Regions from separate parts of the Mus musculus genome. Here regions 1, 3 and 4 are each linked to region 2. Evidence: chromatin contacts called from public ChIA-PET and Hi-C data. All regions are on one chromosome and are shown on one strand. The core of a region is the stretch at or near the end of the contact, and the rest is flanking DNA. Distances in the headings are between cores, read along the strand shown.

Region 1 (5,854 bases), core at 1,665-4,164, 190 kb before region 2:
GAGGAAGGAGGGCAGCATAGTCAAGGATACCAAGGTGGGGAAAGGTAGGAGGGTTTGGGGATAGCCAGTCAATGCTGTAGACACAGACCAGAAGAGACTGGAATGCAGAGAGAAGGCACCTGCAATGCTAAATCAGGCCAGGAATCTCCTGTGTCACCCCCAGTCTCTGCTTCAGACACTATCTCCACCCACCTATGCATGCTTTCCCTTATGCTAGCCTGAACTAAGGGCTATGTCCTCTGTTTGGACAAGGTCCACTCTCCTCTTGTCCTTTCTACTCCAGGATCTAGTTCAAATGGTACCCTCAGGATCTCACACATTAACATTTTCTTCGTTACCTTCTGTCCCCATTAGACCAAGTTTAGGTTAAAGTCAATTAAAGGTAGATGGTTCTAATTTTTCAGACTTCTGTGAATGTTTAAGTTAATGTTAATAGAGCATTATATATGTATAAGCAATACATTAAGCCATTAAAAGAAGAAAAGAAGAGCCCTACACAGAGGTGCCCCAGTGTCTTTATGGGTGCTATAACTTCGTGTCTCAGTCTCTTGACCTTTTCAGCTGAGCATCAGGGAGACATTTAATTGCATAGCTGTGGACTATATCTGTGATGCAATCCATATAAAAAGGACTTGTGTCTGTGTTCCAAAGGAAGGTATAAAACTTAAGACAGCGTCAGGATCTCGTGTTCTCACCTGACTCTTCTCTTACTTAGAGGATTTAAGGATCAGGCAATTTAAGGTTTGGCAGCCATGCACCTATCAGATTTGCTCTCCAGAGGGGCAAGGGTAAGGTGAGGTAAGGACCTCCAGCAGGCTGCAGTGGCCACTTACTGATGAGAGCAAGGGCTTTTACCTACGTATGTCTTTTGCTCTGCCTGGCTCAGCGTTCTTTTGGACAAGGGAAGTTGGCTCTCATTAGGGCCACTGGGTTGTATCTACACATTTAGTTTTATATGAATGGGAAGGAAGAATCCTTTACCAAGCCAAGAACTTGCTTCTGCGTGTATAGTGTTTACTGCTGGGCAGTGCACAAAGAGTGATTTGACTTTCTCCGTGTGTGTGTGTGTGTGTGTGTGTGTGTGTGTGTGTGTGTGTGTGTGTGTGTGCCTGCCCTGTGACAGTCTATTGTGTGGTTATGGCATTGTTAGTCTAATCACTCCCTCTTCATGGACCATTCACTTTAGTGTACTTATTTATTGTGTTGCTGTTACAAGAGCTGCAGCAATGGACATTATCACCTGCCTCTACTACATGCGTGAATATTCCAGCACAGTGTGTTCAGAGAATGGAGCTGCTGGTTAGAAGGTGTTTGCATTTAAACTTTTGGTAGATATAGAAAAAGTGGGGTGAACAAGGTAATAAGGTAGAGAGTCCTCTTGGCTGATCACTGTGCTCTGGCAGTGATGAAGTCAGACTGAGTTCTTTTCTTTCTTGCTCCTCTCTTCTCTTTTCTCCTTTATCTCTTGACTCCCCCCCCCCCCACACACACACATACACACACTCCCTTCCTCCCTCCCTCCCTCCCTCCCTCCCTCCCCCCTGCCCCCTCCCACCCCCCTTCCCTTTCATTTCTTTTCCTTCCTCTTTACTGAGGTAAGGTCTTGCTATGTAGCCTAGTTCATAAGTACTAGACCAGGCAGGTCCCAAACTCATGTCAATCCTCCTGCCTCAGACTCTCAAGTGTTGGCATTACGGATGGGTGCCACCATGCCTGTCTGAGTAAGTTCTTTATAGTGTGTGCAGATTCAGAATTCCCTGATGAGAACAGGGCAGCCGTAGTGACAAAGAAGCAGATCTAGAGTTACCTGAGTCCTTGTCTTCCAGAGGACCTCTTGAAATTTTGTATTTTAATTAATTCTGACTGATAAGTGTTCCACCCCTGTCTCCTCGGATGCTAGTGGCCACCAGCCTGAGAGGACAAAGCGAACAGGGTTTGGAAGGCTGAGTGTGGCAGAGTGACCTCCAGAGACATTGCAACGAAGTGAGTCTACTTTATTGTTTCAGAAATAGGGTGTGTAAAGGGTCAGTTAGGGGTGTGGGTGGAAAGGGCCAATTGGACATAGCTTCAATCAAACAGGAAGGGATGGTTGGCTATGATACAGCAGCTAATTATCATGCGGGTGGGAAGCAGGCCGTGTTTGCTGGGCTATACAGCATTGTAGAGAGCTTTGTACAAGGTCACTTCTCAGCCAAAGCCCAGTCAAGGCCAGCCACCTGTGTTCAGGGACACTCTCCAGACAAAGACAGGTAGAGACAGGGAAGAGAGGAAGTTGAGGGAGGAAGCCCCCCCATTTTACACCGAGCTCAGAAAGCCATCCAGTCATGGGGGGACTGACAACTTAATAACAGGCTCTCCAACAGGGAAGAACAAGTCTTAGTGCATATATAAACTATGTTACTGAATGTAAGTAAGATTTTGGGACTGAAGTGTATCTTATAACTTAGTGGCAATGAGATTGAATCAAGAGCATGGTTGTTCTTAGAAACAGCTTTGTCACATGGAGGAGTGTTCAGCCCTGTCTAATACACATCCACTGAGTTTTGTCCAACAACATTTATCAAAAACAACAGATCTTTTGTTTTTGTTGTTTCTCTCTACCGGGGATTGAACCCAGGGCCTTATGCTGGCAAGAGGTTATATTAGTGAGCCCCCACTGCTGCCAACAACAACAACAACAACAACAACAAGAAAAAAGAACAGAAAAGAAATCTGTTTTGTGTTTGGTGTTTGGAATAAGGAAGAAATCACTCACACACTGCAGAATGTCATTTTGTTATTTCCTCTCCACACTGCCGTTATTTTTTATCTTAGTCTTATTAAGGTTATAGGGGTAGGCAGGCCTAACCCAAGAGAGAACAGGAAACTGGAGGGGACAGAGAGACTGATGTTGGTCTCCTCAGCTCACTGCTGGTGTCTAGACCCCAGCGGTCTACCTCACTAGCGTGTCATCTTGGGCAATGCTCATTACATCTCTGTGTCTTATTTACTGTCCCCTTTGTAAACTGCAGGGACAGTGGAGCTGACAGCAGGGTACAGTTGCCATCAAATGAGGCAGTTTTTGTAAAGCGCTTAAAACAGCGTCTGGCAAGTGCTGGTGTTTTATAATTCTTTGCCAAAGGTCGAGCATTCAGCTTGGTGTGGGATAATAGCATCCTCTCAGATGACTCAGAAGTCATGTAGGCTCCCAGTTATCCTGCATGCTTTGTGGCCCCAGTTCTGTGACTCACCTAAGGTTATGTTATTGATCAGCAGGTTATGTTATTGATCAGCTGAAGAGCCTCCGCACCTGGGTCCTCCACAGATTCCTGATGTTAGATGTTCTCACTAACCAAAATCACGGCTCTCTTCTCAGGGCGAAGAGGCCCGCCTTCTTCATCATTTAAATATGCCAAGAGTTAAGAGTTTATCCTAATTCTAAAGGACTTATGGTAACGATTACCTGAAAAAGAAATGATCTGTCTAAAAAGTATGTCAACAAGAAAGAGAATAGCTGTTTGGAGAAATAATTTCATATTAGAATTGGGAGCAACTTTCTGAGTGAAAAAGGTCACTTTTGTGAGGTAGAATCTTTCCCCTGGAGAGATGCGGGGGACTTGGTTAATTTAGAATGAATGATTTGGAGGCATTAGCTAGCTTTATGAGCTCTGTGCTTAAATATGAAAGAAAAGTCAGGGAGCATTTGAAACATGCCCAGCCGATGGAAAATGTGCTGACTCAGCAGGTTCCATTCTGGGTGTGGAAGTCGGTCGCAGCTGAGCTGCTTTCTGTAACTCTTGGCTTCCTTGTGGGGGAAGTGAGTGGGTTGACGCTGATGACCTTTTGGTCCTTTCAACACACTGAATTTGTTTCCACAGTGGGGGGACTTGTTACCCTACAGACTAGAGGTTGTTCAGTATGAGGGAGCACCAGTAATCAGGGGAATTTCCATATGGGCACACCATATGTATTAAACAAATATTGGCAATGCATTTAATCAAGAAAAGAGTTAATATCCTCCCATCCCTAAGAAGAATTTTTAAAAGTCTTTAAGAAACGATGACCATCTCGTTTGGCTGGGAAAAGCTGAAGACTTAGGAAATTTTAAAAAGGGCCTGGATATAGTTGGCTCACATTTCACTGAGACACAAAGCAGGTTGGACTGGAATCACAAGGTTTTTATTTTAGTATCCTTAACCGGGGTGGTGGCTTCCACCTGGAGGGGACATGCTCTGAGCTCCTGCCTGTTTGTCTCAGTCACTTGTCACCTGATGTCCCAACAGCATTCCTCCAAACACTTTACGAAGTCATTAGAGCAGTCAGGCAGTGTAACACAGGCCTGTAAGCACAGTACTTGGGAGGCCGAGACAGGAGGATTGTGGGCTTAAGGCAAATTATTATTGGTGATGCTTACAATAAAAGACCCCGCTGTTTAAAACCTTACAACTTATTATTTTTTTAATCTATTTGTTGGGGACAGGAAGTCACTGCATATGCTACGCTAGGTTGTGTGTGTGTAGAGGCCTCAGGACATCTTATGGGAGTGAGTTCTCTCCTCTGGACATGTGGATTCCCGGATCAAACTCAGGTTGTCAGACTTGATGGCAGATGTCTTCACCCACGAAGCCACCTCACCAATCTGTTTTTAAAATAATGTTTAATTTAAAATTTTTGAATTAAACACAAAAACAGAAAGGAAACTTACATTCTTTCACATATCCAACACTCAACTTCGATATGTCTTCAGTTGTTTAAAAATCTTTCTTTATTCCATGTGTACTGATGCTTGTGGCCTGTATGTATGCGTGAACGTCTGTGCTGAGAGTGTCGAATCCTCCGGAGAGGGAGACATTTGGTGAGCTGCCACATGGGTGCTGAGAATTGAAGCTGGGTCCTCTGGAAGAGTAGACAGAGTTCTTAACCACGGAGCCATCTCTCCAGCTTGCTTTCCAGTCTTATTTCATTCATCACCCTCTTTTCTCACTTGCTGTCACTGTTTTCTAGAGAGATATAAGCATTTGTATTTATTTCACTTACAAATGGGTCACCATCTCTGTTAGATAAGGATACACACATGTGCCTGCACATGCAAGAACATGTGTGTGCATGTGCACTGAACATCCCTTGTCTAAATTGCTTGGAACAAAAATATTTTAAATAGTGAATATTTTAGACTGGAATATTTGCATAGGTATGATGATAAATGTTGGTAATAGGACCCAAGTTTAAATATGAAAGTCATTAACATTTCACATATAATTCATATATACATAACAGAAGGTAATAATAGACGGTATCTTTAAATAATTTTGTGCATGGACAGAATTTCCCTGGTGTGAAATCTTCAATGTAAGATTATGTTGATACAAAGTTTCAGACTCTGGGCCACCCGGATGGCTCAGCCGGTGACCTGAGTTCAGTGCCTGGAACCCACAAGATGGGAGGAGAGACTCAACTTGGGCAAGTCTTCCTCTGATCCATAAACAGCACACGCCATGCACTCTGCCTCCCTACAAGTAAATACACGTGAGGAGCTAAACACAGTTTCTGATTTTGTATTTTCACCTTGGCGATGAAAACAACAAGATTGTCACCCAACAAAGCCAGCAATGGCTTCTTTGTGCCACTTAATACACAGGTGCGATTCCAATTTCTTTGACTATATAAAACAAGCCAGCAAGCAAACAAACCAAACCAAACCCTGTGTAAGCAGGAAGGGCGAGGGAGGCTGGGTGGAACGCACCCGTGATAATCTGTCACTGGAGGCAGCGGCTCACTTTCCTATGTCTTCTTCCAAAAGGAGAAAGTAAGATTGATAGTTTAAAAAGGAACCAAAAATTAGAGTGAGTGCTTCCAGGAGACTTAAGCAAATCTA
Region 2 (6,448 bases), core at 1,044-3,543:
TTAGAGGCATGAAGCCAAAGCCTGGCTAAAACTCTATTTTTAAACGATACTGCACTTCTGGGTGTGGTGACACACACCTTTATTTCCAACACTCAGGAGGCAGAAGCAGGTGGATCTGTGAGTTGAGAGGTAAGCCTGGGCTACATAGATAGTGAGACCCCGTCTAAAGGGAAGAGGGTGAGAAAAATATGTCCCACTACCATTCATAAGCCAGCATCTCCAAATATCTAATTTCTCTAATAAAAATACACTTTCCAAATCTGTTTCCTACTTAAAACAAGACAAATCTCTTTATTTTTTCCTACGGCACAAACAAGAGTGCTCCTGAGAAGTGTAGCCAGCACACCAGCTCAGAGAGCAGGCAAGAATGGAATAGAGGGTTCTCTAAATCACACGGAAGTCCAGGTGAATCGGGTCCCTCACCCAGGTATGTGTTCCTTCAACAGCATCCACTCCCTGCCCGTTTCTACATTCAGATTCTTATGCAGCACAAACAGTCCTTACCACTCAAGAAGTGGGATGCTAGTCCCAAGAGGACATCCTTGGGCCTGCTGTCTTCGTGAGGGGCTATTTATTGCTTTCTTAGAGTAACGTATCAAATAGCAGCAGAAAATGTAGTCAAGCTGCTCTAATTTTCTTAACAAATAATGAAAGATAAACAACTCCATAACCCTAACACTGGGGAGGCTAAGGATTGTGAGTTTGGAGCCATCCTGGGCTATATCTATAAGTTAGTTCTTGAGTTACAGAGCGAGGGAGATTCTGTATTAAACAACGAAACCATGAGCAAGCAGGTGTTTCCTATGTTCTTACAGTAAAAAGTCATTGCTGGAGGAGAAGCAGAATGAGATCTTTGTTTGGTTTCTTCCAGAGTTTGCATACGCAGCGAGCGGACACAGAGAGGACAGTCGTTTAAACAATGATCGATTTAAACCCATTGGGGTTTCACAATCCTTAAATGAGGGGAAGCTGCACGGGACACGGTTCAGTCTCTTGAACTCCTCAGCAGGTAGGAGTCCAGGTTCATTTGTGGTACAAAGTTCCGTTTAGGAATCCTGCTGGAAAGGAAGGCCAGCAGAAATAGGCCAGTGCGCTCTGACACACCAAACAGTGCCTCAGCAATGATGCTCAAAACCCACCTGGGGTTGGCATACCTAGCGGCAAACACACAGGCCACTGTGCTAGCAGGGAAAGGGCCCAGCTGCTAATTAGCTCTTTCAATATGAAATCCAGAGTAGGGACGCAGGAGGCCATCCTTGGGGTGATGGCTGTTAGACCCTATGGACATCCAAGGTATCTGTCTGGTTGCCTGAAAGCTTGGAAAGCATTCTGGGCACCCCTTGATTTGGGTACCCCTTGATTTCACTTCTCTTGTTCTCCCAGGCAGGAGAACAACGGCCCACAGAGCCACGTCAGTAACAATCTGGATGCACCTCCGCAGTTTCCTTTGCCAAGAATACTGAGAGCAAAAGAACTCTTCTTGGCAATCAGGTGTGGTAGTGTACACCTGCAATGCCAGCTTTCAGAGGCAGAAAGAGGTGGGATTGTCACAAGTTCAAGGTCAGCCTCAATTACATAGGCAGCCAGAGATATGTAGCAAAAGCTTGTCTCAGAATAACAAAACAAGGGGCCGGAGAGATGGCTCAACAATAAGTGCGTTGGCCGCTGGCTCTAAGGGCTCTTACAGAGTCTGTGTTCATCATCTCTACTGCAGTTCACAACCATCTGTCACTTCAGTTCCAGAGACTCTGATGGCCTCTCTCTGGCCTCCTTGGGTACCAAGCATAAACGTAGTGCACAGAAATTCATGCAGGCAAAACAATCATGCCTATGAATAAATAAATCTTTAAAACAAAACAAGGCATGACAGGTTTGTAAAATGCTGCTGAACTTCCGTGAGCTTAAGTGTTCACCTCCAGCACCCATGTTCAAGGTGGAGTAGATTTGTAATCCTTCTGCTGGAGAAGTAGAGACAGGAGGATTCCCGGGGCTCATAGCTCTACAAAGCCTAGCATTTTCAGCAAAGACCCAGAAGCCCTGTATGGTGGTTTGAATTAAAAACGCGCCGGTAGGTTCCTGTGTTGGAACACTCACTTCCTAGTTGGCAGCCCTGTCTCAAGAAGACTGTGAAACTTTAAAGAGGAAGTGTGTCACTGTGGGGTGAGCTTTGAGGTTGCCCCCTAGATTGTCCCTCTGATCTGTTTATATGAGTGTTTTGCCTGGATATGTAGGCATACCATGAGAGCACCTAGTGTCTGTAGAGAATGGAAAGGGTGCCGGATCCCCCGGAACTGGGGCTGTACACACTTAACTGCTGTATGGTGCAAAGTCCCCTGCAAGAACAGCATGTGCTCTTAAGTACTCTTCAGCCTGGCTTTGAGGTTTTATAGCCGGGCCCCACTTCCTGTCCTTTTACTCTGCTTCCTGTATGAGGAACACGAGCAGGCAGCTTCCTGCTTCTGCCTCCATAAATGCCTGTTGCCATACCTTCTCCACACAGGCACATGCGTGAGCGATCGTGTACACACACACACACACACACACACACACACATCTCTGTGTGCTTGAGAGTCATCTGACCAATTTTCTGCCCAAGGAAGCCACCTCTATTCCAGGGTTCCCCGCAAAGAGGTCCCTGCCAAGCCTACCAAGCAGGCCCACTGACCTCCTAGCCCCTAACCCTGGTTTTCCTTCGGCTCTGAAAGTTAAAGGCTAAGTTAAAAATCGAATCTAACCCACATCTATGTCTAGTTACAAAGACAACATCTATCCATCAGGGGGCATGGTGTGGATAAAAGTCAAGACTTAGGAGGAAAAGAAATTGTTTAAGGCCCCTTGCATTGAGCTCCACTGTGATGAAGATAGGGGAAAGGCAGGGCTTTCTTCAGACCTGTGGCAGGCAGCTGACAGGGTGAACATGGCAAATATATGGCTTTATGCAGATCATCCGACTGCTCCGAGCCTTGGTTCCCTTCAGTGAGAAGGGTGAAGGATTCCGAGCTAGCAGAGTTGTGTGGGGGCTAGGGGTGAACCCCTAACGCACTTGGTGCAGTGTCTCACACATGGAAGGCACACCATGAAGTCTGTGTTCTGAGAGGCCCCCGTAGACCAAAGGTAATGCTGACACAGGTCACCACACACTGTGCGGGTGGCAGGAGTGGGGCCAGAGAGAGAAGAGCTGGGTCCACGGAGGCGGAAAGTCCACACGTCAGCTCTTCTCCTAGCCAGATAGGTGGTCATATCGTTTATTTCAACGTTCTCATTTAACATCGCAAGACTAAAGCTAATGGTAGACATGGAGTTTATTTGAGAAAGGAGTTTTTTAAAAGATGTGTTGAATTATAAATTGTGTTTACAGGTGTGTTGGGGGTGTGGGGGTTGCACCAGTGTCAAGGTGCCTACGGAGGCCAGAAGAGGATGCCCTGGAGCTGGCACTACAGGTTGTGGTGAGCACCCATGAAAGGGTACCAACTAAACTCGGGAAAAGAACCACTGACCAATCTCTCCAGGCCAAGAAAGTGGGGGGGTGGGGGTGGGTTCTTTTCTTTTTTCTTTTCTTTTTAACTGTACAATTACAAGATGTTGCCGCTGTGGTTGTCCATAAAGTTAAAGATATTCAAGGCCAGCTGGTGATTTTTTTTTTTAAAGTAGTGTCCTATGAAAGGCTCTCTACCAGTAGTGAGGAAAACGAACTCTGACTGCACAGAAAGCAGGAACCCTTGCTCTTTCTAGAAGCGATGTGAGATATTCAGTTGAGACACTCTCAGGGTAGTTTCACGGATGCCCCTGGGGAGAGAGTGGACCATGCAGCCATCGGGCCTCACTGACAAGATCTCACACACACAGCTCCGTCACACACCAAGGCCAAGTTTAGAACAGAGTCCCTCTCATTCACAGCTAGGAGGAAGTACTGTGAAGACACACGCTGTCTTTTATTATTCCGAGAAGGGACCTTCTGGACAAGACGTGCAGCTTTTTTCCCCAGAACGTTCCTTTCCCTGAACTCCTCTTCCCAAGGTGTCCCCTTGAGCCTGAGCCCCGTTGTAAGGACTTCCTCTGGTTCTATTTAAAACAGGGACCTTTGACTCCCAGGAAATCAGTAACTCAGCCTTAATTCACTTAGCTCTCTTACGATGACAGTTATTCTTTATCCAAGCATAGCAAAGCTTGAACTTAGGAAAAAACTTGAAGGCTGCTGAATACGGGGCTGAGAATCTCTGTAGTTAGTGAGGAAGAATCAGTTTCGAGCAAGGGCTGGTGACATGACTCAGTCAACCCTGAGATCAAGTCCTTGGACCCCTGTGGAGGAAGAAGTGAACCTATTCAAATTGCCCTCTGAGCTTTACACACACAGGTGCTGGGGCATGTGTCTGCCCCCCCCCCCCCCCCGAAATAAATGAATACAGTAAAAAAAAAAAATCTCAAAGAAAAAAATCATAAGTAAAACAAACAAGTTAGAGCCCAGAAAGTCTTATCTTCAAAACAGATGAATTACAAAAGAGAGAAAGCTCAAGCCAATGGCTGGCTTTCTAACAGAGGATCGCCTCTTCCCGGTACTCTGTAAGGCTGACTGGGGCTGGGGTGTACAGCTCAGAAGCCGTCCCTTGCCAAGCACGAAGGAAGCCCTGATTCAACTGTTAGCACTGAAACGAGTGAGGGAGAGACTCTTAGGAAATCGCGGTGGCAGAGCCCCAACAGCCTTCTCTAGAACAAGATTGCTCCCTAGTGTGGTAAATGCTTTTCACCTTGAGTCAGGCTCCACTGTAACCTGGCAAAGCTTCTCGGGCCGGGCTCCTCATACAAGACAGCTGCAGTTGCTCCTGAGACAACTGCTTCCGTTAAATAAATGGCTCACGCAGAGTGCTTAGCAAACACACTCCCTCAAAGTGGTCCTCCCTCTGCCCTCTCAGGTGATAACATTTCTATCCCACCCTTTGTGAGGTCACCCAACTTTGTGAAGAGCTGACACACGGAGGCATGACTTTTTTTAAGCTCACGCTCATAGTTTTAACTCCTGAAATAATTTTTTTTTTTAAAATGTGGTCTATTCCTACAAAGCAAAACTAGGCAGCAAAGGAGCTAATAAATTAGAGCCTGGGCAAATATCACAGATATAAGCGCCAAGAGAGTAACACCAGAAGTGTATAGACTGCAAGACTCCGTATTTATTAAGATCCATGCCAGCCAAAGCTGGACTATGATGACAGATAATTGTTAACGCAGGACTGGGAGGAGGAAGCACAAGAAGTAATGTTGAAGAACTGAAAAATGGAACCAGGCAAAGGGCAAACACCTGGAGTCCCTGAATTGGGGACTGAGGAAGACTGCCACAGGTTCAAAGCCAGCCTGTGCACACAGTGAGACCCTCCCTCAAAACAATGCCATAAAAAGAACTGAGAGATGAGAACACATCCCAGAATGAGCTTTTAATAAACAGTTAAAGGATGGGTGGATGGACAGATGGATAGATAGATGGATGGATAAGTGGAGGGATGGATAGGTCTGACAACCCAGAAATGTTAGTGAACGATAACAGACAATATTAAGTGGTGAGGGTTTAATGATGTTCTGATCTACAGATATAGCAACACACCACTGGGTGCTATGTTCCCTTAGCAGAATAACTGTAGGCTTCCCCCTAGTGACCTTGACCTATCTAGTCTCAGGTTCTTAACTACTTTTCCAGTGTGTGGTGTGGGTTCCATCTCATGGGGTGGGACTAAATACAATCAAAAGGTGGTTGGTTACTCATTCCTACAATCCCAGTACTTGGGAAGCTTAGGAGGGAGGGTCAATGGAGTTGGAAGTGAGCCTAGGCTGCCCAGCCATTTCTAGGCCAACTGGAGCTCGTTCAAAACAAACAAACTGATGGGTGTGGTATCACACACCTTTAATCCCATCATTTCAGAGGCAGAGGCAGGTGGGTCTCCGTGAGTTCGGGGCCAGTCTAATCTATACAGTAAACTCCAAGCGAGCCATAGATATATACAGCGAGATAACACTTATAAAAGAAAGGTAGAAGCCCCGCTTGGAGGCACATACCTACAATTGTCCTGGAACTTGCTCTGTATAGACCAGAGGCTGAGGTAGGAGTTCAAGGTCAGCCTCAGCTACAGAGACTGTCTCAAAAGAACAAAACAAACAAAAGAAAAATCCAAACACTACCAATCTTTTGTAGAGAGAGCAGCTCCTCATAGCCAACTTGACATAAAAGCACTCTCACCCCATTTAATAAAAGCAAAATTTGTCAATCAACAAACTGTGGTAAAACAGTAAACACCCCTAATGGGGTGTAAAATAACCTCTGGTGATCTTATACCCACACATCTATCTGGGGGACTGAGATCTAGAAAAATTGAAAGGAAGCCACTTCTCCATGAGACAAGAGCTCAAAGTCTCTAGGAACAGAAGACCCCTTTCCCAGAGCCTTTCTGCTCCCCCATCACAT
Region 3 (5,840 bases), core at 1,576-4,075, 240 kb before region 2:
TGTGCTGTGCTTAAGTGTCGCTTATTTTTAAATACTTGTAAAGAAAACAGACTTAAATGTCTGCGTGGCCAAAACCAAGTGCCATTTAAAAGCAAAAGTAAGTTGATGTAGAATGTATGTTAATGGTGCTGATTTTTAAAGTGTGATTTAAGTTTACAGTATTACTTGATGCCTCCTTACAGAAGCGAATAGAGAAACGAGGCTCGAACACACCTGTGTCCTGAAGCCTTCGTAACCTCAGTTAGATGATGCCGGAGTTCATTCACTGTCCTCACATTTGAGCTTGACTTCCGTGGTCAGGTGATGAACCTGCTTTGTTGAATTCCCCCTCTGTCTCATTAAAGTGCCACATTGCAGCTAGCAGTTGAAGAATAGACTATAAGATTTTCAGATGGTATATCAGAAACAAAATGTTTTTATTTGTACTATAAAAATGTGATTTTTTTGCTGTCAACTCTGTACTTTTTTATTGAAAATGTTTATAACGTTGCTTTTAAAATTTCTTATGAAACCATTTACAAATTACACAATTAATTTAATAAAATGCTTTCATCACAGTCCAGTGTGAAGAAATCCTTTGTTTGATGTGGTCGGTTTAGTGGCTTAAATATTTAAAGATGTGTCTTTGTGATTCTCTGGGAACAGTGTCATAAAATCTACACTTCTGGACAACCGTGCCAGCTTGTGTTGCTTATGCAAGTGGGTTCACTTTTGGACAAGAAAGGTGGGCTAGCTTCTCTCTTCACACCCTTGCATCTTTTGACTGACAATCAAAATTTGGAGTTATTTGTTCTCATTAGGAACACAAACAATTCTCTAACAGCTTCATTCAGCTCAAAAAAAAAAAAAAAGAATAAGTTATCGAAGATGTTAGCATACTTATTCAACAAATATTTACTGAGCACTTATTACTGAAAATACAGTGTAATATAGTTTCTACTCACAGTTGTCTTATAGTCTCAGCAATTAATATGTGTATAGTGATTCATATTGCCTAATACTTTCATATATGCCTACATGTGGGTCTCTAGGGGATCTTCTTACATAGATGGTGCTTCCCCAGTTCAATGGATAGAGACATAAGGACTACAGAAGTTTACTGACTTGCCAGTTAGTGGCAGAGGCACAACACCAACCGAGACTATCTGATTCCTAGTGTGTAACAGCTGCATATGTCCTTAGAGAGAGACACGAGCTTGATGTGCTGGTGCAGAGACAGGAGGATCTCTTGAGTTTGAGGCTAGCCTGGTCTATATAGTAAGTTCCAGAACAGCTATATATAGTCAGACCCTATCTCAAATAAGAATATAAAAAGTAAAAGAAAAAAAAAAAAAAGAAAAGAGGGGAGGGGTGGCTGGTTAACATGTCTGAAAATCTCTCATTTATGGAGTTGCCTTTGTCCTGTATCCAGAGAAAGCCAGTATTTTGGAGAGATGAGTAACCAAGTATTTTGGATAAGACATAACAATGGCTTATTTCTCTCTTGATACTAAATGCCAGAGGTAAAGATCTAGGACTGGTGTGAGCTCTCTGATCCATGACTGTTTTGAAGAATTTAAGGTCCTTTTAATTTTTTGTCATTTTATTGAAAGGATGGGAGGGTGGCAGTGGGCAGGTGCCAGCGCTTTGAAAGGTGCTTTTTGGAAGCTCTGTAGTACATTTCAATTTTCATTTTATTAGCCAGAATGTAGTCATGAGGTCACGTGCACCTACATCAAGTCTGGGAAGTATCTGGTTCAGACTGCCTATATTTAGCTAAGGTTTGAGTATCCTCTTGAAAGAAAGAATAGCTATCACTCTCTGCCTTGTCATTTTTACCATGATATATGTACAGATAAGTAGAAATTAGTGCTTGATGCATTCCTTTATCAGGTGATTGATAACTTCCAAATACTAAAGAGTAATAAGGATAACCCACAATGTTATGCATTTTGATTTTAAGCATTCAAGTAATCTTAGCAATGGCTGAGGAAATTGATTCCGGGTTCATCATTTGACTGCTAACAGGATCACTTTTGACAACTTAGTGGTAGCACCTGGGTGTAGCCTGTAGACTATTCCTGGTGATACTGCCTAGCTAACCCATTGGCATGTTACTTTATGCCTCCTCTTTTAACTATATCATGTCAAAAAGCTCAATATTTGGTGCGTGTGATTTGCAACAAGTAAAACAGGCTAAGAGCTAGGTTTCCTTCTGTATCTGAGGACTCCGAGCCTGCTTATGAAGAAGGAACTGGGGAGAGGAGGTCACGGTTTTAGATGGTGGGGGAGCTTAACCACGGCTCTCCTGCTACAAATGTGTAACTGAATGAGGGAAAGATGGAAGCATTTAGAAGTCTTTGTCTTTATGTGCGTTAACTTGCCTTTGCTGGGATCTGGCGCTGTCCCTGGGGCCACACTTGTCACAATTTCTTTCACTAGTTTTAATAGCTGAAGAGATATTAGCTCTTAATATCACTGAAGTTTCACAGTATAAGCATATTCATTACGTAAGGGTGGAGAAATGACAGTGAGTGTAACCCATCAGTGGCCTGTCTCCGTCAGATGCAGGAAGCTGCAGGCTGTAAAGTGAGGTGGAGCGGGGTGGTAGTGAGGCCCCTTATCTAAAGGGTACTGGGAAGTGGTGCTGAGGATATTTTCTTTCCCATGACATCAGATAAATACTCTTTTAAACAAGAAGCAGTGAGACATGTCTAAGACAGCCACGCTTCTTTTGAACACCTTGCCTTGAGGCCTGTAGCTTGCATTCTCATTGTATCAGTGGTATAACAAAGGAAGTTGTGTCAGGAGTGACGTGTACTGTAGTGGACACAATTTTCCGAGAGTTGAGAAATCTAGGGTATCCTCTAAAGAAAATGAAAGTATTACTGTGGGAGCCAGTCCTACTTCACCACAAGGGGAAGCCTTGTGGCCTTCATTAGGGAAGGAGCTACGTGACCTGCCAGAGCTCGGTCAGAGCTCCTTGGAGGATGCTAATCTATCTAGTCACGCTCCTGGAATTGTTACATCTGCCTTTTCTATTTAATGTGAGATATGAGCGTGTTTTGTACATACTTGGACTGACCCACTGGGGGAATTGGGAAAGCTACAAATTCTGAATGAAATCATTAACACTCTAAAAACATGGTATAATTAGCAAGTAGGTAGAAGGTGCTGCCAAGGCCAGGTGGAAATGCCCTTTGCCAAAGGTACCTCAGAAAACAACTGAAAGCCCAGAAAACTTGGTACTTATAAGAGACTAATAAGAGACCTCTAAATTAGCACCCTGAAGGACACTTTGTCCTTGAAGGGATGAGAATAGGTCAGATAACTAGTTTCCCCACCCCAGGAGCTGGCAAGGACCATTGCCACTGGTTAATCTTTGGTTTTCACAGATGAACAGCTGAAAGTCACATACCCACCCCATAGTGGTCAAAAAGCAGCAACCCCCCTCAACCCCCCTCAACCCCTCACATCTTTCAAGATAGGAACTGCATTTAAGTGTTCCCAAACTAGTCACGCCATTGTTAGCTGCCTGGCTGAGGCTAACGCAGAGCTCAGAAAACTCACTTGCATCTTGGAGAATGAAGCCTTTATACCCAGCAATGTTTAGGAATTTTGGAAGACTGAAGTATGAACTAGGTCAAGCAGACTATCGGGCACAGTCACCAAAATATAGAGTGGGAAGTGAACAAGATAGGTTTTTTTTTGTTTTTGTTTTTTAAAACACACACACACATTGTAGCTATGTTCAGACACTCCAGAAGAGGGCGTCTGATCACTTTATAGATGGTTTGTGAGCCATCTATAAAAGTGATGGGAATTGAACTCAGGACCTCTGGAAGAACAGTCAGTGTTCCTAACTGCTGAGCCATCTCTCCAGCCCAGATGGTTTCTTCAAAACCAGTTGCAGAGAAGAACACCGATGAAGGGAGGACTTAGACATAAAGGCTGAAATATGTTAGCCAGTTGCCTCTTTCTGTGGGTTCTGGCTCAGCAAAGCAAAATGTACTACAATAAACGGTACTTTAGCAGTGTGAGCACTGAGTGGGTAGTGGTCATGCTGAACTCTTAAGGTTTGCTGCTTTACAAAGTGCATGCTAGAAATGACACGGTAGAGATTTACTTGAAAATAGGTGGTGGGGGATGCACTAATATAGCTCAGGATCTACGTGGATTCAAGCATGGATTGGCAGTCAGGAGGGTCAATAATTTGGAGTTTGGATGGTATGGGGGAGATCTTGCCTCAAAACCAAAATCCGTTTGGATGTAAGTTAGTAACTGTTGAAGATGGGCTGAATATTGAATACCTACTTTTGAATACACTTAAAACTGTATAGACAGTTTTTGGTTGTGGTAGGATTTTTGGTTTGTTCTCTCTTATGAGACATGATCACGTGAGGAGGCCTAGACTAAAGTTCTTCTCATTTCTGCCTTCCATATGTAGGAACTGCAGATGTGCCACTGTGTCCAACTGAAAACGTTTTTCCTTTCCTTTCCTTTCCTTTCCTTTCTCTTTCTCTTTCTCTTTCTCTTTCTCTTTCTCTTTCTCTTTCTCTTTCTCTTTCTCTTTCTCTTTCTCTTTCTCTTTCTCTTTCTCTTTCTCTTTCTCTCTCTCTCTCTCTCTCTCTCTTTCTCTTTCTCTTTCTCTTTCTCTTTCTCTTTTTCTTCTTTTTCTTGTCAGTGGGTTATTTAAAGAAGTGGAGGGTAGGTAGGCTTGTGTCTGGAATGAGTTCTTGCAGAATTAACCTGCCTAGTAGCTACTACCGTGGCTAGATTTGAAGGTGAGGCACCAGGAAGGAAGCTACCACCACAGATGTTTCTAGCTTACCCTGAGTACATATCAGAAAAGGTTTGCAGAAAACGGAGACATCTCTGCTACGTGATTTCTCAGCAGAGTAAGCAATAGCAACAGAGGTGCCCTGGACCTTACTACTTCCAGACCTCAGCAAGGCCGATTTTCCGTAGAGAGCTTCATCTGCAGGCATGGTCTGGGAAGCAAGTTTTGCAGCCCTGCAGCACAGCAAGCTCATTAGAAGTGGAGCAGGAGAAGGTGACGTCCATATCTGCTACACTGGGGAGAAGAGATAGATACACTGGGGGCAGTTGTGTGCCTCGTCCCAGCTACTTAGGGATCTTGGGGAAACACTTGTCCGCTAGTTTAAGCATAGTCTCTGCAGCATGACAAGCCCCCGACAAACCCGATGTTTGGCTTGTAGCCGTTACTTTTCCTGCTGCTGTGATAAAGCAAGCTAGGGAAGAAGGGGCTTTATTTTGGCTCACAGTCTGAAGGTGCAGCTCATCACAGCGGGGTGTGTGTGTGTGTGTGTGTGTGTGTGTGTGTGTGTACTCCGGTCGAGTCAGCCTGTCAGGCAGGGATGCCTAAAAGCTGCTCATGAGGCAAAAAGAGTTTCAAGAAAGCTCTTCTCCTAGAGTCTGACATTATCTTAATTCTCCATTCCCGCGTTAGTCTAGAGTATAGATCCACGTGCTCTCTTTCAGTATTTTCCTATTATAAGTGCCTTTTAAGATTAAATTCTAACATAGCTAAAGCCTTCCGCCAGTGTTCCTACAGTCCTAGAATGTCCTTAAGCTAGACAGTGACATTCAAAATAGCCTCTGGTATTACACTATCAGTAAAAGCCAAGTCGCTCCCATATACAAAAATTTACAATGGTTTAGAAAGTAGATCGGGCTGTGGTTTTAGAGTATTGCATTATTCATGAGATGGTTAGCTAGAACGGAACTCCCTAGTTAGAACCATGATTTGGGTGTGAAAGCCCTTGCCCTAGGAGTGAAAAGTTCTCACACCTGGCTTCTAAGACTACAGCTGACCTTAGATAGGGCTGACTCTGTCTCAG
Region 4 (6,597 bases), core at 2,977-5,476, 210 kb before region 2:
TTTTCTGCGAGTGTAATTTTACATGGAAAATGACATGTCATAATTAAGATCTTTTAAGTAGAGCCAACGCTTTATAATCCCTATCATAAACATCTCCCAACCAGAAGGAATTTCGTCTTAATATGATCACTTATAACGACGTGGAGAGTCCCATTAGAACAGTTCCAGTCTGACTAACGCCCTGACTAGAAACCCCAAGTATTAAAACAGGATTCTGCACACAGCCCCCACCTTCAGAGATCTGTTTTCTCAGGCAGCACTTCACAAACACGAGTCTGTGCCAACAAATACTCCTCATTGAACCAAAACAATGTTGGGTAATGCAGCAATGAAAAAAAAAAAAAAGAAGAAGAAAAGAAGAGAAGAGAAAAGAGAAGAGAAGAAAAGAAAAGAGGTATTATACAAACTCAGAGTAGAAACAGCTCAGTAAACATCACCTGTCTGAAGGTTTCCAAAATGTACTGTTCATCACAAACTGTGGTTATTACACTAGAGGCCTCTCGACAACAGCTGGCAGAGACCTGATGTAAGACCAGACTATGCCCAAGTGCAGAATACAGAGTCAGATGCCATATTATTAAGAAAAAACCAAAAAATCCCAAAAACACTCTGGATGGAAAACCACCAAGAGCTCCTTTGACCCTATCAGGGAGCATTTAAAATCAACTGAAGGTGTTTTTGAGAAAGTCTTTGGCTTTTATTTATTTATTTAGACGGGGGGCGGGGGGGCTCATGTATCTCAGGCTGGTTGTGAACTCATTGTACAATGACTCTGCAATGTTTTTTTTTTTTTGTTTTTTGTTTTTTGTTTTTTTTTAATTAACTGCTTCATTTTTTACAGCCAGTTCGTTTGTTTGGTGTGTGTGTGTGTTTGTGGTGGTGGGTTGGTGAAAGGGTCTCTCTCCTTTTACTGGGTAGGTTTCAGGGATCAAATGGAGTTGCCCGTCTTGGTGATGGGTGTCTTTATCAACTCAGCCATTTCACTGGCCCAAGTCTTTGCCTCTTCACTGTTGGTGGTATTTGCCCTGGAATCTCAGGGGAGGAGTGCTTGAAACTAAGACAATGGACCACTTGCCTTGTCTTACTGACCGTCCCTCCTTCCCCACAGCGGCCCAGCTCTGTCTAGAGTGAAAGGTTTCCTTCTTGCTTGCCATTTTGAGCCACCAGTGTTCCCCACCCCCCATCTGTCCCCAGGCTAGACTAAAGTATGAGAAGTTATATCCAGAGAGGATGGCTATGTGTGTGCGCTTGTCTGTCCTGCTTTAAATGTAAGGTATTGGGCCCCTTCTTTTCTTACCAGCCCCATTTATCTCTGTTGAGAGAGAGAGAGAGAGAGAGAGAGAGAGAGAGAGAGAGAGAGAGAGAGAGATTCCTCCTGGCGAGAGCAGGCTTCTCAGATAGGAAGCATGGTCAGGAAGGGAAAGAGGAACTTTGCAGCCCGATGTGGGTGCTACCTTCTCGGTTCCTTCCAGGCTGAGTGGGAGTGCTGGGGCTTGGGAAACACTCAACCCAGCCTAACCCGGGAGTGTGTGTGGCCACACGCGTGCAGACCATATGCAAAGGACGAAGCCTGGAGTAGCTAGATCCTGCTGTGGATGTCTTGCTTCAGATTCAGAGCGGCAGAGGCAGAAGCATCTGGAGGAGGAGGTTTGGTCCACGAGGGCAGCTGACTTTGCCCTTCTCTTTCCTCCCAAGAGTAGGCCCAGCTCACTGGTACCCTGAGGAACCCCCCCCCCCCCCCCCCCCGCAGCCTGCATTCTCCCACCCCCCACAGGTAGATCATTTTGAACTCTTCGGCTTTGGAGTACCAGAGCTTTCAGAAACTGGGTGAGAAAAACCGTTGGTAATGCCTTTCTCAAAGCACAGTTGACGTCAGTCTTCATCTGGATTGAACTGGAACGGCCTGGTGAAACCCAGAGGGTACATCATTGCCCTGTCACACCTGTCCCTAGGGTGTCGAGATGAAATCAGCCTGGCCAAGGAGAGACTGCGGAGGATTCACTGCACAGACCTTGCTACAGGCTGCTTAAGGGTGGCGGTTTGGTTTCCTTCCTCCCTGTGGAAATCCAAAGGCAAAGTGTCTATGTGGGCTTAGCACCCAGGAGCCAGAGGACCACCATCCCCAGCTCGGTAACTAGTGTCGCTTATTTGTTCCTGTGTTTGGGGAACAGCCTCCCTCTGTAGCCCAGGCTGGCCTTGAATTCTTGGTGAACGCTGGGATTACAGTATTGAGCACATGTTTACCCAGTAGTGCTTTGTTTTCTATGTCTTTTTTTCTGCTTCGTATTGCCTGCCAGAACACTTAGAGCCACAAGGGCACAAGCTTTCCTTTTGAACCCAACCCTTGTTTGATTTTTTTTTTTCACTTTTTCTTGACCTCATCTCAACACACATATATTTCTCTATTTAAACTTAAAACACAAGTCTCATAAACCAGACTGGCCTGGAAATGCTCTGTGTATCCCCAAGATGGCCTCAAGTTCCTAGTCCTTTGACTTCACCCTCCTGAGAGATTTCTTGTTTTTTTTTTTTTAAACTCATTTCATCTGGCAGAGGTGTTGGTGTTTGTAGCAGTTGCCCTCACCCTTAGAAACACAAACTCAGAGGCAAAGAAATTATTTGTGCTTTGCCTACCTAATAATATTCCAGTGGTAATCAAGCTTCCCACAAGGAATTTTCTGGAGAGAGACTAAGTTCCTACTTTACTAGTAAATTGCTACGGGGGGGGGGGGGGCTCATAGAGGCTTCTATGTGTCTATTTGTAAGCCTGATGTTGTCTCCTTTCTTCTGTCCATACCACGCTTCAAGTACATTGACCTATCACCCTCCCCTTTCTTTCTCCCTCTCCCTCCCCCTCTCCCCTCCCCTCTCCCCCTCTCCCCTCCCCTCTCCCCCTCTCCCCCTCCCCTCTCTCCCCCTCCCCCTCTCCCCCTCTCCCTCTCCCTCTCCCTCTCTCTGACAGGGTTTCTCTGTGTAGCCCTGACTGTCCTGGAACTCACTCTGTAGACCAGAACTCAGAGATTTGCCTGCCTCTGCCTCCAGAGTGCTGGGATTAGAGACGTGCCATTTAATCCCATTTAAAGTACCTAAGGCCTGGCTAATCCAATCTCATGTCTGCCTTAAGGTCTTTCTGCTGTTTGCCTACTTGGCACTCCGATATTTTGAGCAAGTTACCATCCTGGTCAGTAGCATTTATAGTGATTCAAGACTTAGGGTGGCGGGGCATGGGAAGGGGAGGGGGAGGGGAGGGGGGAGGGTGTTAATACTTCAGGAGAGTCAAATGGCTGGTTTAGGCAGTTTGACCATGGGGTTACATTGTGGCAGATGGTCTCTACACCTGGCTGGCACAGCGAGGAGGGACAAGTACAGTTGTGTTTTTAGTCAAATAATGAAACTCAGAGGGGTCAGAAAACAGCACAGGGTCTAGTACCTCCCGGCCCAGGTGCTGCTCTGTGGCGGTTACTTGACTTTTGCTATGCCCTTCATTTTTAAATTGTTACTAATACTGGCAGCACAACTCATTATTAATAAGGCAGAGTGATCCAGAGAACCCACCGACTGTCTCCTGCTGGGCTGGTGGTGAACTCCGTGTACAGCTGAGTTTTTTTTTTTTTTTTTACAGAGACTCTCTGTGAAGCTCTGGATGTTCTAGAATTCTCTATGTAGACCAGGCTGGCCTTGAACTCAAAGAACTCCACCTGCTTTTTGCCTCTTGAGCGCTGGAATTAAAGGCAGGTGCCATCATACCTGGGAAACCTGGAACTTCTGATCCTTCTGAACATTGGGATAACAGGTGTGTGCCAGGAACTATGGCTTTTATTCAGTACGGGGCACAAACACAGGGCCAGGCAAGTACGCTACCCATAGGCTCCATTCTCAGCCCGGAAGTTAAGTTCTTAGTTAAGTGCTTTTACTTAAGCTTAAGTTAACCGAGACCAGCCAGGACAGTGAAACCGATTTTCCTCTCTTGTTTCATTTCCTGAAAGAATCATCCCAGTTTCACCCCCTTTCCTTCCCTCAACAGGAGGGAATGGAGAGAGAGAAACGATCCAGAAAGGATAAAACGGTAATCAAACAGAAATCCAGCCGTGCAGCAAAAGCCCTATTTGGCCTCTTGCTTGGGTAGGTTTCACAGGCTCATGGAGGGAAACAAACGCACATGCGCACAGGCCCCTAAACCCACACAGGCGAAACCCCTTTGTGGAGAAGCCAGCCACAGGAAACTCACTTCGGCACAGGAACTTGCTAATCGCTTTTGTCACTTTCGGAGTGTTCCTCTGCCTCGGTCACCTCCGACACTGAGGCCCACCACCTTGGGCTGGACTCTGCCAGTCCGGTGTTGCAGCTTTTCCAACAGTGACTCATTGGGAGCCTTGGGGAAGAGAGAGAGAGAGAGAGGTAGACCTCAGGAGGGACTCTCAGCAGTAATAGATTTGAGCTACGTTAGCTTTTACATGGCGTGGAGAGCTACTTAGACTTCCGGAGTCAGTCATTTTGGTGATGAGACTTGGCATTCTACCCCAGGTAAGACTTTTGCCTCTTTAAAAATGTTTTTTCGGTGTCTCAGGAATCTCTGTGATTTTGTTAAGATTTTTTTCTTCTTCTTTAGGCTGAACATTGTAATGACCTTTTTTAATTTGTTGCAAAGTGTAGACTAAACTCAGAGATGGGGGTGTGTTCGGCCGTCTACCCCAACTCTAGAGTCTTAACAAGACACACTTTGGTTTTCTTTCTATTTTGCTTTGTTTTTGTTTTGAGATGAGGTCTTGGATAGCCTGGGCTGGCTGATGTGAAGTCAAAGATGGCCTTGAATTCCTGACCCTTCTGCTTCCACCTCCCAGGTGCAGGAGTTACAGGCATGTGCCACTGAGTCTTAGTTTCTAAGGTATTCCCATATGTTCTTGGGGCTGTGTCAGAGCTTGCTTGTGTGGGGACTTTAGACTTCATGCAGCAGTGTTTGATGAAGGAAATCTAAGGGCCCTCCAGCATCCACAGAGAGCAGCTTTAAAGTTATCTAGCTATGTAGAAAAAAAAAATCGAAATAAAAACCATATCCCAGAATTCCTATCTAGCTATTCTCAATCCCAATGGCCCCTTTCTGTACATTTCTAGATTAAATTTAGTTTCTCAGCAGGTTTCATGCTGTGCACTGCCAATAGATTGGCTGGGCTGTAACATCCACAGCAACAAAAGCTTGGGGGAAAATCACCGGTTTTAGGTGCTTCACTAAATTAAAGTTGTGACAGATGGGTTCAAGCGACCGGATCTAAGATGGTGCTGTGCATGAGAGAAGAGAAATATAAGGAAACCCGTCCTTCGGTGGACCTTCAAGTCTAGTAGTTACAGCGAAAGATACAGGTTAGGAAACAGTTGAAGAAGAAGCTGGGTCACAGAAGCTTTAACAGCTGTAGGGTTTCGAGAAGGGTTCTGGGAGTGAGCTGGAGTGCTCAGAAGGAAGGATGCTTATAAAGGATGGGGGCTTAGCAGGAAGCCTTAGGAAGGATGGGGGCTTAGCAGATGGAGAAGGGGAAGGTTGTTGTAGACTTGGAGGGCCATGTGGACTTTCCATAAAGAGGAGACTGACTGGCCTAGAGACTGGCCCAGTGGTTTACCCTCTGCCGGATCAGGGTTAGAAAGACAGGGTGTGGGCCAGCTGGAGAGATGAATGAGAAGAGACTACATTCTGTAGTTTTAAACCTTCTTTTAGCCATTTGTAGAGGGACTCGGCCAGTTTTGCATCCTTGGGCCACCTTCTGAGTGCTTAGGACTGTTTTGTGATACCCCTTGGGCCTCTAGCAGTGTTCCTTAGTCCATTGTGGATGCAGAGAAAGGCCTGGGGTGGGGGTCGGGGGGAACCTCTGTGTCTGTTTTCCTATTTAAAGACTTTCAATCATCTGTCTTTCTTCTGGGGAGGTTGACTAGGTGGATAAGCAAGTCTCTGACCTTGAAGAGCTTCTCTTTCAAAGAGAGTGAGCCCTTTGGGCCATATAACAGTTGTTTCCACGGACATTCCCTTAGAGAGATAGCATGTTATAGTGATTCCTGGACCATGAAAACTGGAATCTAAAACCATGGCAAATGAGCAAGAACCTGGAGTCCAGGGGCCCATGTTGAAGCTTGGCTCTGTTATTTCTGGGCCATGGGAACGTCAGACAAGTCACTGAAATTCTTCAATGTTCCTTTTTGTGTTGTTATTATAAGAGACCTTTAAATAACAGTAGCAATAACTGAAAATTACTCCCCCCAAAGGCTGCAGTTGAGATAAAATATACAAAGTGCTTAATGTAGTGTCTAGCTTACAATAAACTCTCAAAGGTCAGCCCTTAGGACTTGTAAGGATTTGGCTATGGACAATGGGGGAAAAAAAAAGGGCGCTGAGCTGGCCCAGGGGCAAGCTTTCTACAAACTTACCTTTTTAAATACATTGTTCCTTTTAAGGGAAATTGGGGGTGACAGGTAAAGGGCTGGGAATGAACTATAGACCAAACACAGAGTTTAGATATTTTATAGTGTTCACATGTGAAGAAAAGAGAACAGATTTGAAAGCAATGTTTTAAGCCTTTCCATGCCAGCTCTTCCAGCTGGCTCTGAGCATCT

Evidence for each region. A called contact is a pair of places that touch in the nucleus more often than the background predicts. ChIA-PET counts read pairs in DNA pulled down with a chosen protein or histone mark.
Region 1: a contact with region 2 is called in an RNA polymerase II ChIA-PET map of effector CD8 T cells, with 34 read pairs. The contact joins two enhancer-like sites. A contact is called at or near these places in 2 of 484 Hi-C or Micro-C datasets (LSK cells and double positive thymocytes) and 3 of 115 datasets of contacts at active chromatin or transcription factors (bone marrow-derived macrophages, effector CD8 T cells and microglia).
Region 3: a contact with region 2 is called in a Hi-C map of CD8 T cells, with 2.5 times the contacts expected there. The contact joins two enhancer-like sites. A contact is called at or near these places in 8 of 484 Hi-C or Micro-C datasets (CD4 T cells, CD8 T cells, the G1E-ER4 cell line and 4 more), 3 of 115 datasets of contacts at active chromatin or transcription factors (effector CD8 T cells, large pre-B cells and memory CD8 T cells) and 2 of 9 other capture datasets (adipose tissue and pancreatic islet).
Region 4: an RNA polymerase II ChIA-PET map of memory CD8 T cells shows a contact between it and region 2, with 104 read pairs. The contact joins the promoter of Rhoh here to the enhancer-like site in region 2. A contact is called at or near these places in 4 of 39 promoter capture datasets (the C10 cell line, HPC-7-derived erythroid cells and pre-B cells), 4 of 484 Hi-C or Micro-C datasets (the HPC-7 cell line, Th1 cells, double positive thymocytes and 1 more), 4 of 115 datasets of contacts at active chromatin or transcription factors (bone marrow-derived macrophages, effector CD8 T cells, memory CD8 T cells and 1 more) and 1 of 9 other capture datasets (adipose tissue).

Annotation. Positions count from the first base shown.
Region 1 is chr5:65,879,802-65,885,655 of GRCm38.p6, forward strand. All of the region lies in intron 1 of Rhoh (ras homolog family member H), which reads left to right. Among named protein-coding and RNA genes, the nearest start is that of Rhoh, 19 kb to the left of the region's middle. Within about 2 kb of position 2,915, at least 45 of the 459 cell types and tissues checked have an H3K27ac peak or open chromatin away from gene starts, as enhancers often do. A contact at or near this core is called in bone marrow-derived macrophages, effector CD8 T cells and microglia, where this site is marked.
Region 2 is chr5:66,072,973-66,079,420 of GRCm38.p6, forward strand. The region is part of intron 3 of Rbm47 (RNA binding motif protein 47); the gene reads right to left. Among named protein-coding and RNA genes, the nearest start is that of Gm40310, 66 kb to the left of the region's middle. Within about 2 kb of position 2,294, at least 159 of the 459 cell types and tissues checked have an H3K27ac peak or open chromatin away from gene starts, as enhancers often do. A contact at or near this core is called in CD8 T cells, the G1E-ER4 cell line, the HPC-7 cell line and 9 more, where this site is marked.
Region 3 is chr5:65,829,551-65,835,390 of GRCm38.p6, forward strand. It overlaps a transcript of N4bp2 not described here. Among named protein-coding and RNA genes, the nearest start is that of Gm3521, 26 kb to the right of the region's middle. Within about 2 kb of position 2,826, at least 35 of the 459 cell types and tissues checked have an H3K27ac peak or open chromatin away from gene starts, as enhancers often do. A contact at or near this core is called in CD8 T cells and the G1E-ER4 cell line, where this site is marked.
Region 4 is chr5:65,859,358-65,865,954 of GRCm38.p6, forward strand. Rhoh (ras homolog family member H) reads left to right here and starts at 4,227. Exons shown (of 3, transcript NM_001081105.2): 1 at 4,227-4,524.